5 separate regions of the Sus scrofa genome follow, and regions 1, 2, 3 and 4 are each linked to region 5. The links are chromatin contacts, called in public Hi-C and HiChIP or PLAC-seq maps. All regions are on one chromosome and are shown on one strand. Each heading gives the region's core, a stretch centred on a gene start, on an enhancer-like site or on the middle of the called end of the contact. The rest is flanking DNA. Distances are from core to core; before and after follow the strand shown. Region 1 holds the start of ENOSF1 (enolase superfamily member 1). Region 2 holds the start of TYMS (thymidylate synthetase). Region 3 holds the start of CLUL1 (clusterin-like protein 1). Region 4 holds the start of ROCK1 (rho-associated protein kinase 1). Region 5 holds the start of THOC1 (THO complex subunit 1).

Region 1 (2,700 bases), core at 101-2,600, 430 kb after region 5:
GTGGGAGCAGCCCTAGAAAAGGCAAAAAGACAAAATAAAAATAAAAATTAAATAAAAAGAACTTCAGCATCTTTTTTTTTTTTTTTTTTTTTTTTTTTTTTTTTTTTTTTTTAGGGCCACACCCGCAGCATGTGGAAGTTCCTAGGCTAGGGGTGGAATTGGAGCTATAGCTGCTGGCCTACACCACAACCACAGCATTAGGGGATCCTTAACTCACTGAGTGGGGCCAGGGATGGAACCTGAGTCCTCACAGATACTAGTGGGGCTCGTTACCACGGAGCCAGGACAGGAACTCCAACTTCAGCACTTTTTAACAAGAAACCACTTCAAGTACACCAAGGACAAGGAATGTGAGGAACATCCACCCAGCTCAAAAGTACAGTTAAAGTCAGTCCTGAGGTATCCATTCCCCACCCCCTACAAGTAATGGGTAATCATTATCCTAAATTGGATGCTTCCCATGTTCATTACATAACCACACTTTTCTAGTGTGGCCATTCATGAGTGGGCCTGGAAGGGCAGTGTCCCAGGGACAGGCTGGAGGAGACCCTGCACAGGGCTCATGTGTTTGGGAAATACTGCACTTGAAGGTGGTGCTGGTGTGGGGTGTCTCAGAGCAAAAATGTCCTTCAGTGTGTACTTTACTGCATTTCCACAGATTGACATCTGCTTAACTGTTCACAGTGACACATCCTCTCTATTCATGTTTTCAGCCTCCTCTCAAACCACCTGTTACTACGAGCTTGTTTGGTCTCCCAGGCAGACTGTGAATTGTTCATTTCACAGATAAGCCCAAGAAGCACAGAGAGGTTAGGATCTTCTGGTCACTGCAAATTGTGGCAGAGGCAGGATCACCACCTAAATCACCCTGCCAGGGGCTTTCTGGTCTCTACCACCGCGAACCATGTCAAGTCTAAGGTTTGATGGGGAGACACCACCACCGTTTTGCTGTTGTTGCATATCATGCACTCCATTTCCAGCAAAATGCAAGTCATAAAAGTAAAAACAGGAAATACTAAACTCCAGCAAAGCAAAAAACAATAAGAAAAAAATAAAACCTAGGAGAGTGTAGAATCTCTAAAAACTTTCATTCCCCTTCCCGGCCTCTCCACTCACAAAAGCAACAGTTCCAAAGTTGGGAACCTTTCCAGGACCACGGGGTGCCCGGCGCCAAGGAGGGCCCTGGCGTCGATGAGACCAGAGGCATTGGGCAGCACCTACCATAGCGTCTGAGCCGTGGCCCTCGAGAGACGTGGGGAAGCGCAAGTCGTGGACCGAGAGTCGGGAGATCCTGCCACGCACCATGTCGCCCTGTGTCGGGGAGACGCCAACCCTGCAGGACACTGTGTGCGCAGCTGAAAGGGTGCACAGCCGGAAGGGTGCACAGCCGGGCTTGGCGGGGGCTGATTGGCCGCGCAGCCCGGGGGCGTGGCCGCGCTCGAGAACTTGGCCCGACCCAAGGGGCCAGCTCAGCTCTAGGTCCTCGATTCGCGATTCTTTGCGCCAAGTTCCCGTCCCGCAGTGGGGGTGCTGCCTACTGCCACCCTGCCCGCCCCCAGGTAGACTCGCTCAGGGTCTCGGCTGACCCCACACCGAGTCAGTGCCCCAGCAGGACCCTGCTCCACCCAGACTAGAAACTAGCAAAGTGACCGTACCCAGAGCAGCACCCTGGAAGAAGCCGAGTCTGGTCAGAGTGCAATCCGCAGATTCGGCCCTGGGCTCAATTCCTGACCTCAGTCTGCAGGTCCATGCGGCTCAGCCAGGACAGCCTTGTGCTGGAAAATCCTGTGTCTTTAAGTGACCTCAGCCTGTTTGATAAATTAAGAGGTGGGTCACCATTTATTACATCCCTGCTGATGCAGTACTTTGAATACTTTACCTCTTATCCCCCAACACTGCAAGGAAGGCAGGTCATGCCCATTTTATTGGTGAATTGGGGATTCAGAGAGATTAAGTGATGTAAATTATTTGCCCAAAGCCACATAGCTAGTTAAGTGTCCTGGCTGCAAACTCAAGGGCTCTTAGAGTTGCAGGGACTCTGAGGCTCAAAGCTGTAGCATCCCTTTGACAACACGGTGGAGGCTATGGACATCTCCCCCCACCAAGTGTGCACACAGTAAGTTTTATATTATTTTTTGGGGGGTGAGGTCACAACCCCTTGCCTTGTACCACCACTGAGGACTGTTTGGAGGGTTAAATGTTTGGGAGGCAATACTATATAGGTAAGAGTCCATTGAAATGTGTTCTTGAGGGTGTGGCAGGGGTGTTCTCAGGGATACCCAGGTTATCTGCTGCTCAAGGATGCATACATATAGCCCTGTTGGATGAATTCCTTGGCTCAGGACTGAGATGGTTAACTTAGATGCCTACCGGGGCTAGGTAGGCACCAGGATGCAAGGGGGTAAGAAACAGGCAATTGCCGCAGCTAAGGGTTAGCCAGTCAGCTCCAGCTGATTATGACCCTGTGAGAATTGGAGGCCAGATGGCTGCATCTTACCATTTTCCAAGTGAAGTCTGAAATGCAAATGTTAATAGGAAATAGCCCTTCTTTTCCCTTGTCCTGCCCTACTCATGTGCCATATGGAGATAACTTTACACATGGATCAACATTAATTCTCGTGTTACCCATTTGTTTACCACTACTATTTCCTGCTTTCTTGATTTTTTGGGGGGAGGCATGTGGCCAGAATATAGGCTCAG
Region 2 (2,700 bases), core at 200-2,699, 380 kb after region 5:
ATGATTCCAGGCAACTTCATGGTTTCTAGTCGGATTTGCGCCACAACGGGAACTCCACTAGTCCAATTCTTAACCCACCAAGCCACAGTGGGAACTCCATAAAGCCTGTTTTCTGAGTTCCGGTTTTCCAAATAAGCAATCTCTTCCCAAATGACCATTAGGAAGAATGCCCACCGTGCCTGGAGACAACCCAGCACAGTACTGTCTACACAGTACAGCACAACACAGGCTGGCCATCATTCCCCAAGCAGATACAGATGGCTTTTTAATGTTATTATTATACTGGAGTCAGGGGCAGGGGTTGGGAAGTTGCTGGGGGAGGGGAAGAATGAAACACGCGAAGCAGGAAAGGCCGGCCTACCAGGTGATGGATTAAATAGATTAAATAGATTTAAAACGTGCTAACTGTACATTTCAGTGTACCCTTTGTGAATACTCATACAACCAAACAGCAAGAGCATTCCAACTATGAAGCTTGTGACATATTCCCTGAAAAACTTCCTTAGTCTCTTCTTAATGTTTGTTTTCCCCTCCAATTAACCTAAATGGCCAGCTACTTTGTAAATTGTCTTCCAGGTTGGATTTCAGGCTTTGTGCCCCACAAATGCGACATTGTTTTCGCTGAGCAGATCAGGCCGAGCTGCAGGTGAAAAATATTTACCTCCTCTTAGAATGTTTGTTTATTACAATTTCAACCTTGAATTTTGGGAGTGTCCTTTAGCAGAGAGATTCCAGAATCTTGCACCGACAATAAACTTGAGATAACCAGAAGGGGAAAACAAAAGGCAAAGCAAGCAAGACCACTGACTTAATTAAATGGTAAGACAGTGTTTGGTTTGTTTCAGCCTATACTCTTGTTCTTCATAACCTAAGATGCAGGGACATCAAAAAAATTTATCACCATCTACTACCATGTGCTCAATAAACTGTTGTTGATTCCAAAGACTGCTGTTGCATGTACATGTATTAATACCCCGTAAAGTCATTATCAAATATGTCCTCCCACGAGTGTTCTTATAATAAATATTTCACTAAAATTGTAAGATTTGCTATTCAAAAATTTAAACCACTGACTGTCATTAATCAAGTAAAAAAGCTGCCTTACACCATTTGCTTCAGCTGCCAGCCTTGAATGAAGATGGGGGAAAATGTAAATGCTGACCACCTGCAGCAGGCCCCCCTCACATCAAAACCACAGGGTTTTGTTTGTTTTCAGATTTCACCAACACGTGGAAATTGTCCCAGGCCACCGAAAGGCGCGGTCGCTCCCAAAACTTTCCAAACAGAGCGTCTTTTTATTTCCTTCTGGACCCAAGGTTCTTTCGACTTTTAAAAGGGGATAAATGCGATGACTTTCTGGCCGGCTCTAAGCCACCTTCTGGCGCGAGGGGCGGGGCCCCACGGTTCGGGGCGGAGGCCGACATCACCTAACGGCACGGGAAGAGGCGGAGTCTCCGGCGCTTTGGCGGGAAAAGAGGCGTCGGGAAAAGTCCTTTCTCCTTGCCTGCAGCGGTCGGGTACCTACAGCCGCGCCAGCACCCACGCCATGCCTGCTGCCGGCTCCGAACTGCCTCGCCCGCCATCGCCGCCTCCCGCTCAGGAGCAGGGCGCCGAGCCGCGGCCGCAGCACCACGGGGAGCTGCAGTACCTGGGGCAGATCGAGCACATCCTCCGTTGCGGCTTCCGGAAGGACGACCGCACGGGCACCGGCACGCTGTCGGTGTTCGGCATGCAGGCGCGCTACAGCCTGAGAGGTGACGCGGGCTGGCGGCGGGCAGCCGGGGAGCGCGCCCGGTGCCCGCGGTGCTGCGGTGGGGGCGGGGAGCGGGCGGGAGAGGCTAGGCCCCCCCACGCTTAGTCCTAACCTAACTCGGTGAGGAGGGGAAGCGGCCTTGGCCCCCGAAACTGAAGCTTGGATCGGAGAAGTGGTTTGCGTAGGGTCTCACGCCCTGGAGGGATAGAGTTGGGAGGTAAAACTTGGTCCGCTGGCTCTTAATCACCCTGTTAAGCTGTCTCCCCGCGGTGGCCACTACCCTGCAGTTCTTGCCCCAGACTAGAGAGTGGGAGAGGACCTGCCCGGGCTTGACCCAGGCCTGGGCTGCAGGGCCCCTCCTCTTCCCTCCGCCGCTCCGCTTTGCAAGTTTTTAAAAATTGGAACGAAGATGACATGGGCGGGGCCGCGGCGGGAGAACTGGGAGGTGGGGGCGGGAACTTGTGGCTCCAGACAGTTTTCCCACCTGATCCTTCTTAAACCTTGAAACTGGAACGTGAGAGTCCTAGTGGTATTCTTGTTCGTCTTTAGCTTTGAACAGGGTGGCTTCCAGGAAGGAGTGTGTCTTGGGGTTGTTAGGGTCAGGCTTTCAGGGCACCAGGGGGCAGGATGGGGGTCGGCACCGGACGTCTGTCGGTGAGACAGGTGTGGAGGGTGGTTTTGAGTGGGGGAACCCTCTTAATTGAAGCAGATTCACTCCGGTCAGGAGAGAAAACTCTGCACCGCACACCCATTCTGCAGACTGGAAAATACAGGGCTGCAGTGGTCACTCTGGCTTGCACAGCTAGAGAGGGGGTTATTCTGGGCACAGGGGCTCCACCTTCCTGCTGGCTCCAGTTCAGTGGCCTCCTGTGAGCCACAGACCTTGTTTTTACTCAAGCCTCTCTGCTTAGACCTTGGGCAAGTTGCTTAACCTCTCTGATCTTCAA
Region 3 (2,700 bases), core at 133-2,632, 330 kb after region 5:
GGGCCGGGGATCGAATCTACATTCTGGCACTGCAGCTACACCACCGATCCCATTGCACCACAGTGAAACTCCAGTACAATTCAAATTAAAATAAATTTTTTAAGGCTTTAATGTCTATCAAAACATACTTGTGTCTGTTCACTATGGCAGCACATATACTAAACTTGGGATCATATAGAGAAGATTAGCATGGTTCCTGCGCAAGGATGACTGGCAAATTTGGCGAAGCGTTCCACATTTAAAAAAAAAAAAAATTTTGCGTGTTTAAAGTATCTCAAGGTCATTGTTCCTGATCGTGTAGACAGCCCGCCCTCTAGTGTTTCTTTCTAAACCCTACCACATTTTAAACCATACTCTTAATCTCAAAATGTTAGGTTAATAGGATTAAGAACTGTGTCATCAAATTAATAGAACAAGGGTAAATCCCTGACACAGATGAAAATTAAATCAGAGAAAGGTGAGGGTCCTTCCAGAAGCTGGTGGAAAATTCACTGGGGGAGAGCCTGCAAAGTTAGTGGTAAATATATTAAAATTTCATCTGGTAAATAGAGTCTTAATAGAAAGAGAAGAATTAGTCCAAATGGTAAATGTAGATGTAAAATGTGATAGCTTTGTAACTACTGGTATTTTTAAAAGACATTCCAAGTGTTGGTTAAATAATGGAGCATTTTTTTCCCCAAAATAATGAATATACATAAAGCAGATAAACATCCTCTTTGGGAAGAGACAAGATAATCTAACTTATTTTACAGATACAACTTTATTAAAGCATGCATTGTTATTTGGAATGTTTACAGCTAATGTATATAAAATTAGATTTAAAAGAAAATTGATTACCTGAGAAGAAAGAAAATTTAACTCTGCCTGTTTCGGGTATCTTGATGAGTTTTATAAGATGTATCAGAAAAATCTGAGGCTGTTTCTGCTTTCATTAAAAAATAAGTAGTAAACCATCTAGGTAAAAACTTAATTAAGGACTCAGAATTTTGGAGAAAAAGCAATCTGCCAACATATTTTAATTAATTAATTCTGTGTTTGGAGATGTTTGCTATTGATAAGGAAAGAAAGTGAAATTTGGCTTCTATGGGGCTGTGATCCACACTATTGGTTGCCTTAAATTTCAAAAGCTTCAGATGATGGTCTTATTTAACTGTTAGGAAAAATGTAAACAAAATAGTGCTTGTGTTGTCTTTTTTTTTAATGTATTTAGATTTCAAGTCTCCTTTTGTCTCAGCCATATTAGCATACATTGTCTCAAGTCATAAAGAAAAATTGACAGAAAAACACTTTGGATCACCATGTGTTTTCAATTGCTGCCACAAGAAACTAACTTAAGCCATTTGATGCAGGTTTATTTTTCCTTTGCAGTAACTGTGGAACCATGAAGCTGCCACTCCTGGTGTTTATTGTGTATCTGCTGTGGTTGAAAGATTGTCACTGTGCACCTATTTGGGAGGACAAAACTGCCATCCGTGGAAACCTGAAGGGTAAGTTTTGGTTTCTTTATCTGCACTGTGTCCTGTGTGCCTGTTTGCACGTCCTACTGGCATTTACGGTGATTTACAGTTGAGAGATAACTGTGTTTAGGACTCCCTCTAGTTTCACGGTGAGCCATTCTCCAGGCACTTAAGCCAAGTAGACACGACGCCCAACATCTGGATAAAAATAGAACATTCCAATGGCTATCGCATAGCCAGATGTTTGCTATCACGGAGATAAAACTTGCCAACGTTTCGGCAGCATTGCTTGGTCTCATCCAGATGTTTGGTGTCTTCTGAGCACAGTTTTTAATGAACAGTGAAATTCTTTTCAAGCATTTGAAAAATTTAAACAATTAAAGTAATCCATGCCATTAGTCTTGAGACAGTGAAAGAATAGGTTGTAACGACATTGAATCCGGTTGGTCTGTGCTCATTAATGTGTGGCCTTTGCTTGATGGATGCTTTGGGTACCTAACACTTAGAAATAGTGAGTTTAAGTGTTCCTCTTGGGGATCTATATAATTAAATTTGGAGGCAAGATTAAGCTTCTTTGGTGGCCACATTGGCTATTGTGAAGAGACAATGGCAATGAATTTCATACGCACTAAATGCTTATTAAAAGGGTGTAAGAGATGTCCAGTAGGTTATTAAAGAATCTTGTATTATATGAGATACTTTTAGATTTGATGCCTCCAGGGAAGGTAACTGAAGCTGAAAGAAAGGGAAAGTGTTCAATGTGTTTGAGGCTCCCAGTTGGGCATTTAATATAAATTGTCTGTGAAGAAAATTCAACATTTTCTCTAATCTAAACACACTTGGGTTTTAAAGGAAAGGAAAAAAAACTCGATAAATGAAAACAGGCTCTGAGGAAAATGATAAGAATGGGGTTAAATTGACTCTGACTTGGCTAGAAGCTCTTAAGTGAGGAACAGAAGGTATTATTGGGTGGTAGTCGAGTCCGTGTAGCAGCTGAGATCTGAATTATGGTGATCTGCTTTCAGAGTTTGATGCTATTAAAAAAAAAAATTAAGGAGTTCACGTCGTGGCTCAGCGGTTAGTGAACCCAACTAGCATCCATGAGGATGCGGGTTCGATCCCTGGCCTCACTCAGTGGGTTAAGGATCTGGCGTTGCTGTGAGCTGTGGTGTAGGTTGCAGATGAAGCTCTGATTGAGTATTGCTGTGGCTATGGTGTAGGCTGGCAGCTACAGCTCTGATTG
Region 4 (2,700 bases), core at 180-2,679, 280 kb before region 5:
TAATCGGAGCTGTAGCTGCTGGCCCACACCAGAGCCACAGCAACAAGGGATCCGAGCCTCGTCTGTGACCTACACCACAGCTCACAGCAACGCCGGATCCTTAACCCACTGGGCAAGGTCAGGGAGGGAACCTACAACCTCATGGTTCCTAGTCGGATTCATTAACCACTGAGCCATAATGGGGACTCCCCATCTAGTTGTTTTTGATATGATTCTTGTGAGGACTTCCTATCTTGATTTATACAGTGGATTTTACATCTATTTCTTGTATCTAATGCAATGAAAAGAGAAGAGACATTTTTCAAATAATATAACTTTTCCTAAACCCTGACTCACTTCAGAAAGTTGGTGAACTGTTCAGACGCTGCACAGTGATTTTTACATACAAAGACAATTGGTTCATCTGCAGCATTTTCCAGTGTGGGATAAAACATTTACATTTTTTATTTCTGGCAATACTTCATTTGACCTATGAGCAAAACTAAAGATTGACTACATACGAATTACGGTAGATTTCCTGCTGAAAGCAGTGAGGAACATAACTTTATCAGCAGATTGGGGAACAGTCTCACTCTCTCAGTACAGTCAATGACGCAACTTATTTAAGAGGACATGCCCATTATTTTCACGTTCTACTTTAGTCTGGTAAAATCACAATTCCAAGTTTCACTGAATGTTTTGAAATTGAAACGTCAGGATTACGCATCAATAAGTGAACTACAATGGTGTAGGACAACTAGTAACATTAACTTAAAAATACGGATTTTTCCTACGAGATTATAATTATTATTTGGCTTGTTTTTTAAACTAAACTGAGTTTGATTTCTACTGACTAGATCTTCCGGAGTCAATATTTTAATGCTCCCCTGACACACACGCTCGGTTTAGGAGGGTTATGAACTGCATTGCTTCGTAATTTTCCCATGGAAGCACAGGCGAGTTAAACCATGTGGAGTTCACTCAGTACTACTGAAGACCTGAAACCGGTGGTGCCAAAATGCTGATGCCTGCCGGCGGAAAGGTATTTGCCCTTAAAACAAGAAACAAACGACAACAAAAACAAAAACCCACTTAGCTCCAAAATAACAATAACAAGCACCCTTTCTTTCTTGCCAGAATTCACCCGACGGTTGCAGCCCAAAGGAAGCGGAGCTGAGGCAGCGGCCAGGACGCGACTAGAGGCAGCAAGAGCTCCTCCCCAGCCCGGACTCTCACAGCCGCTTCCTAAGCGCTGCGTGGCTCCCTAGAGCCTGCCGGCGAGAGGGTTACGCTGCCTGCCGCACCCGGTCGGCTCCTCACGGCTGCCAGCCTACCCCGCCCGCCCGCGAAGCCCGGGGTGCGCCACGCCTTCCGTCCGGCCCCGCCCAACCCAGCCCCGCCCGGCCCTGCGGAGGCGCCGGAGTGCGCGCGCGCGCGCGCGCGCGAGGCAGGCCCGGTTCCCCTTCCGAACGTCCGCGCCCCGCATGCGCAGTCTACGCCGGCGGTCTCCGTTTGTTTGAACAGGAAGGCGGACATATTAGTCCCTCACGGCCCCCATCGCCCCACCCCCCAAAGCGTTCGCCGTCGCGACTCGCCCTTTCCCCAGCCGGGGCCGCAGCACCTCCCAGGAGCTCCCCCAGCAGCAGCCGCCGGGACCCGACTCTCATCTCCTTTACCGGCCGCTCTCCAGCCTGTCCTCTCCTAAGTCTCCATCGGGCACCGACCTCGCCCTGCCCCGCCGGACGCCACAGCAGCAGCCCCAGCAGCGCCAGGACAAAATGGGAGAGTGAGGCTATCCCTCGGGGACCAGCTCTTGGCCGGCGCGGGTCGGTGCGTCGGGCCGGGCCAAGTGGTGCCGGGGATGCAGGGCTAGACCGCCTCCAGCGCCTCAGAACGGAGCGGGCCCGGCCGGGGGCCCAGGCGGCGGCGGCGGCGGCAGCTGGCACGGCTCCGCACCCGCCCTTCGCTTTCGCCTTTCCTCCTCTCCCTCCCCTGCTGCCCGGAGGAGTCTCCACCCTGCTTCTCTTTCTCTACCCCCTCCTGCCCATCTCGGGACCGGGAACTCTCCATGGCCAAGGCGGCCGGGGCCCGCTAGGCTGAAGCATTTGCCTGGAGCGACAAGTCTGGTGGCGACGGCGCTGTCGGCTGTCGTGAGGGGCTGCCGGGTGGGATGCTACTTTGGGCATCCGAGCGGCTGTGGGTCGCCGTCGCCCCCGGCCCGGGGTCTGGAGAGCGGAGATCCCCTTAGTGAGGGGGAGGAGGGGGACCGCGCGCACCTGGTGACCCTGGAGTTCCGGCTCCTCCGCCCGGCGGCCGCGAACCCACCGCCGGAGGAAGTTGGCTGAAATTGCTTTCCGCTGCTTGTGCTGGTACGAGGGTATTGTCACAGTAGCAGCAACATGTCGACTGGGGACAGTTTTGAGACTCGGTTTGAAAAAATCGACAACTTGCTGCGGGATCCCAAATCGGAAGTGAATTCAGATTGTTTGCTGGTGAGTAGCCCAGTTCTCTTTTGCTTGTCTGAGGTTCTCTGTTTATTTCCTTCCTCTTGCTTTCAGTCTGGTTATCGGCAAAAGAAAAATTCAGGTGTGGAAAACACCAAAATCTGGTGGTGTTTGTGAAGAATATTGGAGTACCACTAAAATCTCGTGCTGTGGCCCTGTTTATCATTGTACTAACTACTCTCTCAACTTGTAGTTCTGACTCAGTTCATCATTACAC
Region 5 (2,700 bases), core at 166-2,665:
GGCAAACTGAAAAGCGGCGGCGTCGGCGACATCTTCTCGGCTGCGCGTGCCCGCCACCGCGCCGCGGCGCCTGACGATGACGTCAGGTAAGGAGCAACGAGAGGGCTGGCTCCGTGAGAGGATAGAGCGGCCTCTACGTTCAGGGCTGGGCCCATTTGTTAATGGGAACAATTGTGGTGACCGCGGTCGGGCGGGCGTGGGAAGCCTGAGTCGGCCACTCAGTGCTTGATCCGGGTTCGTGGGTGACCCTTAGAGTGACGGCAGATTCGAGGCCTCGTCTTGTAAGAGCTGCGCGTTGCTGGCAAGGACGCACACTTGACAGTGGTTTTCCAGGTTTGGGGAGGATGGGTGAATGCGTCAGGTTATCGGCTCAGTGGGCCGCGAGGGAGGGTAACTACTGCCTGAGAATCCAAGGCAAGTGGGTTATCCCGGAAAGCTTCAGGCTGAGGAAGTGTCGGCAGTGGTCCTGAGCCGCCAGATCGCAGTTCTTCTCGAAGGCGTGGTTACAGCTCGGGATTTGCGTATCGGCCCTGGAGCTCCTGGGATCTGTAGCTCAGGTGCAGTCCCCTCTCCTGAGAAATACAAACAGTACCCCTATTCTTGGGTCGTTGAGGAGCTTGAGTGAAATAATGAATGCAAGTGTGGCTTGTGTAGCAATGTAAGTATTATTAGGAATATTTGGGGATTAGCTGACTTTGCTGTTACGTAGAGGTCTCTACTGGAGGAGGAACCTCGGGGAGGAATGTGGTACTCGGCGCTGATTGGATAACCGGTGGCACCGCGTTGGGGATTAAGGCAGCGGTTGCAAAACCTTGGCTTCCCGGCAGTTTGCTCCCTTGTCCCCTCTTGCTTGGCCAATGAGAAGCCAAGTGGCCGGAATTTATTCAGTTGGAATTTTGTAGTGGGAAAAGAAACGCTGACCCAAACACAAGGAACTTTACACCAGCTCTTGTCTCCCTCCATATGGGTGTAAAGCTAGGCGAGCTTTACCTCGTTTCCTTCGTTGACTCCAGCGGGAATACAGAATGCTAACAAAAAGATAGCTTGGCATAATCTTCTCCCTAATGTGGGAATTGTGAACACTGATGGCTACCCGGAGCGTTGCAAATTTTTTTTTTTTTTTAGAATCAACAGAATCAATCATTCAGGTTCCGTTGTATAACTTAAATTTCCAAATTGCCGAAATAAACTGCGACTAAGCAATTTAATAGGTAGCTGATGTAATAGGATTAGTATATTATAGATGATTGTTAACTGTCTGGAGGTAACTAAGAGTTAAGAGATAAATAAAATTATTTTTTACAAAAATCCAAACAGGAAGAGTTTGAGTTTATTGATCCATCTGTCAAAGCCTAGTCACACAATGGTTTATTCACACATCTGTTGGGCACTTTGTACACAGTGGACAGTATCTGTTTGAGTAATCAATGAACAAATGATTGAATGGACCAGGTAATACAGCTTAATTGCCTTTTTGAGGAGTGCTGGCCAACATAAATGAAAAACTGCAGTATACAGTTTTGATTAGGAGTAATTTGCATAATAGCTCTATAAGAGATTAATTTTTGTATGCTTCACACTGTTAGACCATCATAAGAAATGCCCAAGTTTTATTGAGTATCTCCTATCAGCCAGACACTTTTTCTGCATTATTTTTACTAGTTACAACAACGTTGTACATGGTTAACACTTTGAGGAAATAGGCTCCTCTGACCTAGATCACATAGCTAGAGAAAGCTGAATTTGGGATTTGAACCCCTAGCTTTAAGCCCAAAGTCTGTATTTTTCTCAAATCTTAACCCATGAATCTTCCCCAAGCCATGGGCCTCATAAGTCATTTCCTTATAATTAGATAAGGGTAAGGATCTTATTGTCAATAATATATATATTTTTAAGAAGTATGTAATAATAACATCAAAGAGCAGACATCCAATAACATGTAAACTCAAATTTCCTGAGCACCTCTTTTTTCCTCCTACGCTAGCGAGGTAAAAGGGGCCAGGGAATGCCTTGCTGTTAGGAAACACCCTCCATGGGAAATTCTAGGAAGGATGTTTAAATGGATTCTAAGCACATCTTTCTTCCTCTTCTGGTGTGTCCACTGGATTCAAGTTTCCATTGGAGTGGTGAGATCTAGAAGACGACCAAGGGGCAGCTTGGTCTGCTTTTGTTGTGGTCTTTATCCTCTGGCCCAGGCCAAGGAAACATCCTTTTCCAGGCTCCCCAGTCAGCCGTGTTAGAATGTTGGGTTGCGGCTTTTGGTGGTTCCAGTTCTGGGCCCTATCTGTAGGTCCCTTTCTCTCTGTAGGTAGTTTAAGTGGATTGAAAGAATTATATTAACAGGGAACTGATGTGTGAGAGACAAAGTTGAGCAACAAGAGTGAGATTCTTGGCTTAGGAGAAATGGGACTGAAAAGAAGAATGGAAGAGAGCTGGCACTTTGTGTAAGTTTTGGGACTTATATTTTGTGGGGAAAAGAGGAATTACGTGAAAACAATCTGTGGGTGCTGCCTTTTTAAGTAGGGTGATGGCAGTTTTCAAGCGTTTTATATTGTAAATATGGTACAATTCATTACTTATTTGTTGAGTGCCTACTATTTGCTAGGCACAAATATAATATTAGGTTATATATGCAGTATTATTATTTTATTTCATTACCATCATCTAGTGTTCTTGATAAAATTCTGTTTGGTGATCTTG

What was found. Hi-C and Micro-C count contacts between places; a contact is called where the count stands out from the background. HiChIP or PLAC-seq counts read pairs in DNA pulled down with a chosen protein or histone mark.
Region 1: a contact with region 5 is called in an H3K27ac HiChIP or PLAC-seq map of skeletal muscle, with 6 times the contacts expected there. The contact joins the promoter of ENOSF1 here to the promoter of THOC1 in region 5. A contact is called at or near these places in 1 of 5 promoter capture datasets (liver) and 2 of 2 datasets of contacts at active chromatin or transcription factors (alveolar macrophages and skeletal muscle).
Region 2: a contact with region 5 is called in an H3K27ac HiChIP or PLAC-seq map of alveolar macrophages. The contact joins the promoter of TYMS here to the promoter of THOC1 in region 5. A contact is called at or near these places in 3 of 5 promoter capture datasets (fetal skeletal muscle and liver), 5 of 47 Hi-C or Micro-C datasets (alveolar macrophages, embryonic fibroblasts, mesenchymal stem cells and 1 more) and 2 of 2 datasets of contacts at active chromatin or transcription factors (alveolar macrophages and skeletal muscle).
Region 3: a Hi-C map of embryonic fibroblasts shows a contact between it and region 5, with 4 times the contacts expected there. The contact joins the promoter of CLUL1 here to the promoter of THOC1 in region 5. A contact is called at or near these places in 4 of 5 promoter capture datasets (fetal liver, fetal skeletal muscle, liver and 1 more), 27 of 47 Hi-C or Micro-C datasets (adipocytes, adipose tissue, alveolar macrophages and 17 more) and 2 of 2 datasets of contacts at active chromatin or transcription factors (alveolar macrophages and skeletal muscle).
Region 4: a contact with region 5 is called in an H3K27ac HiChIP or PLAC-seq map of alveolar macrophages. The contact joins the promoter of ROCK1 here to the promoter of THOC1 in region 5. A contact is called at or near these places in 2 of 5 promoter capture datasets (fetal liver and liver), 2 of 47 Hi-C or Micro-C datasets (heart right ventricle and retroperitoneal adipose tissue) and 2 of 2 datasets of contacts at active chromatin or transcription factors (alveolar macrophages and skeletal muscle).

Annotation. Positions count from the first base shown.
Region 1 is chr6:105,611,908-105,614,607 of Sscrofa11.1, reverse strand. ENOSF1 (enolase superfamily member 1) reads right to left here and starts at 1,350. Exons shown (of 16, transcript NM_001243617.1): 1 at 1,222-1,350. The coding sequence starts at 1,305.
Region 2 is chr6:105,659,028-105,661,727 of Sscrofa11.1, reverse strand. It overlaps TYMS (thymidylate synthetase), which reads left to right and starts at 1,449. Exons shown (of 7, transcript NM_001243579.1): 1 at 1,449-1,754. The coding sequence starts at 1,547.
Region 3 is chr6:105,706,005-105,708,704 of Sscrofa11.1, reverse strand. CLUL1 (clusterin-like protein 1) reads left to right here and starts at 1,382. Exons shown (of 8, transcript XM_021097608.1): 1 at 1,382-1,487. The coding sequence starts at 1,382.
Region 4 is chr6:106,313,727-106,316,426 of Sscrofa11.1, reverse strand. ROCK1 (rho-associated protein kinase 1) reads left to right here and starts at 1,429. Exons shown (of 33, transcript XM_005653400.3): 1 at 1,429-2,471. The coding sequence starts at 2,379.
Region 5 is chr6:106,037,977-106,040,676 of Sscrofa11.1, reverse strand. It overlaps THOC1 (THO complex subunit 1), which reads right to left and starts at 1,415. Exons shown (of 20, transcript XM_021096158.1): 1 at 1-1,415. The coding sequence starts at 155. LOC110261178 (a long non-coding RNA gene) reads left to right here and starts at 131. Exons shown (of 4, transcript XR_002345053.1): 1 at 131-557.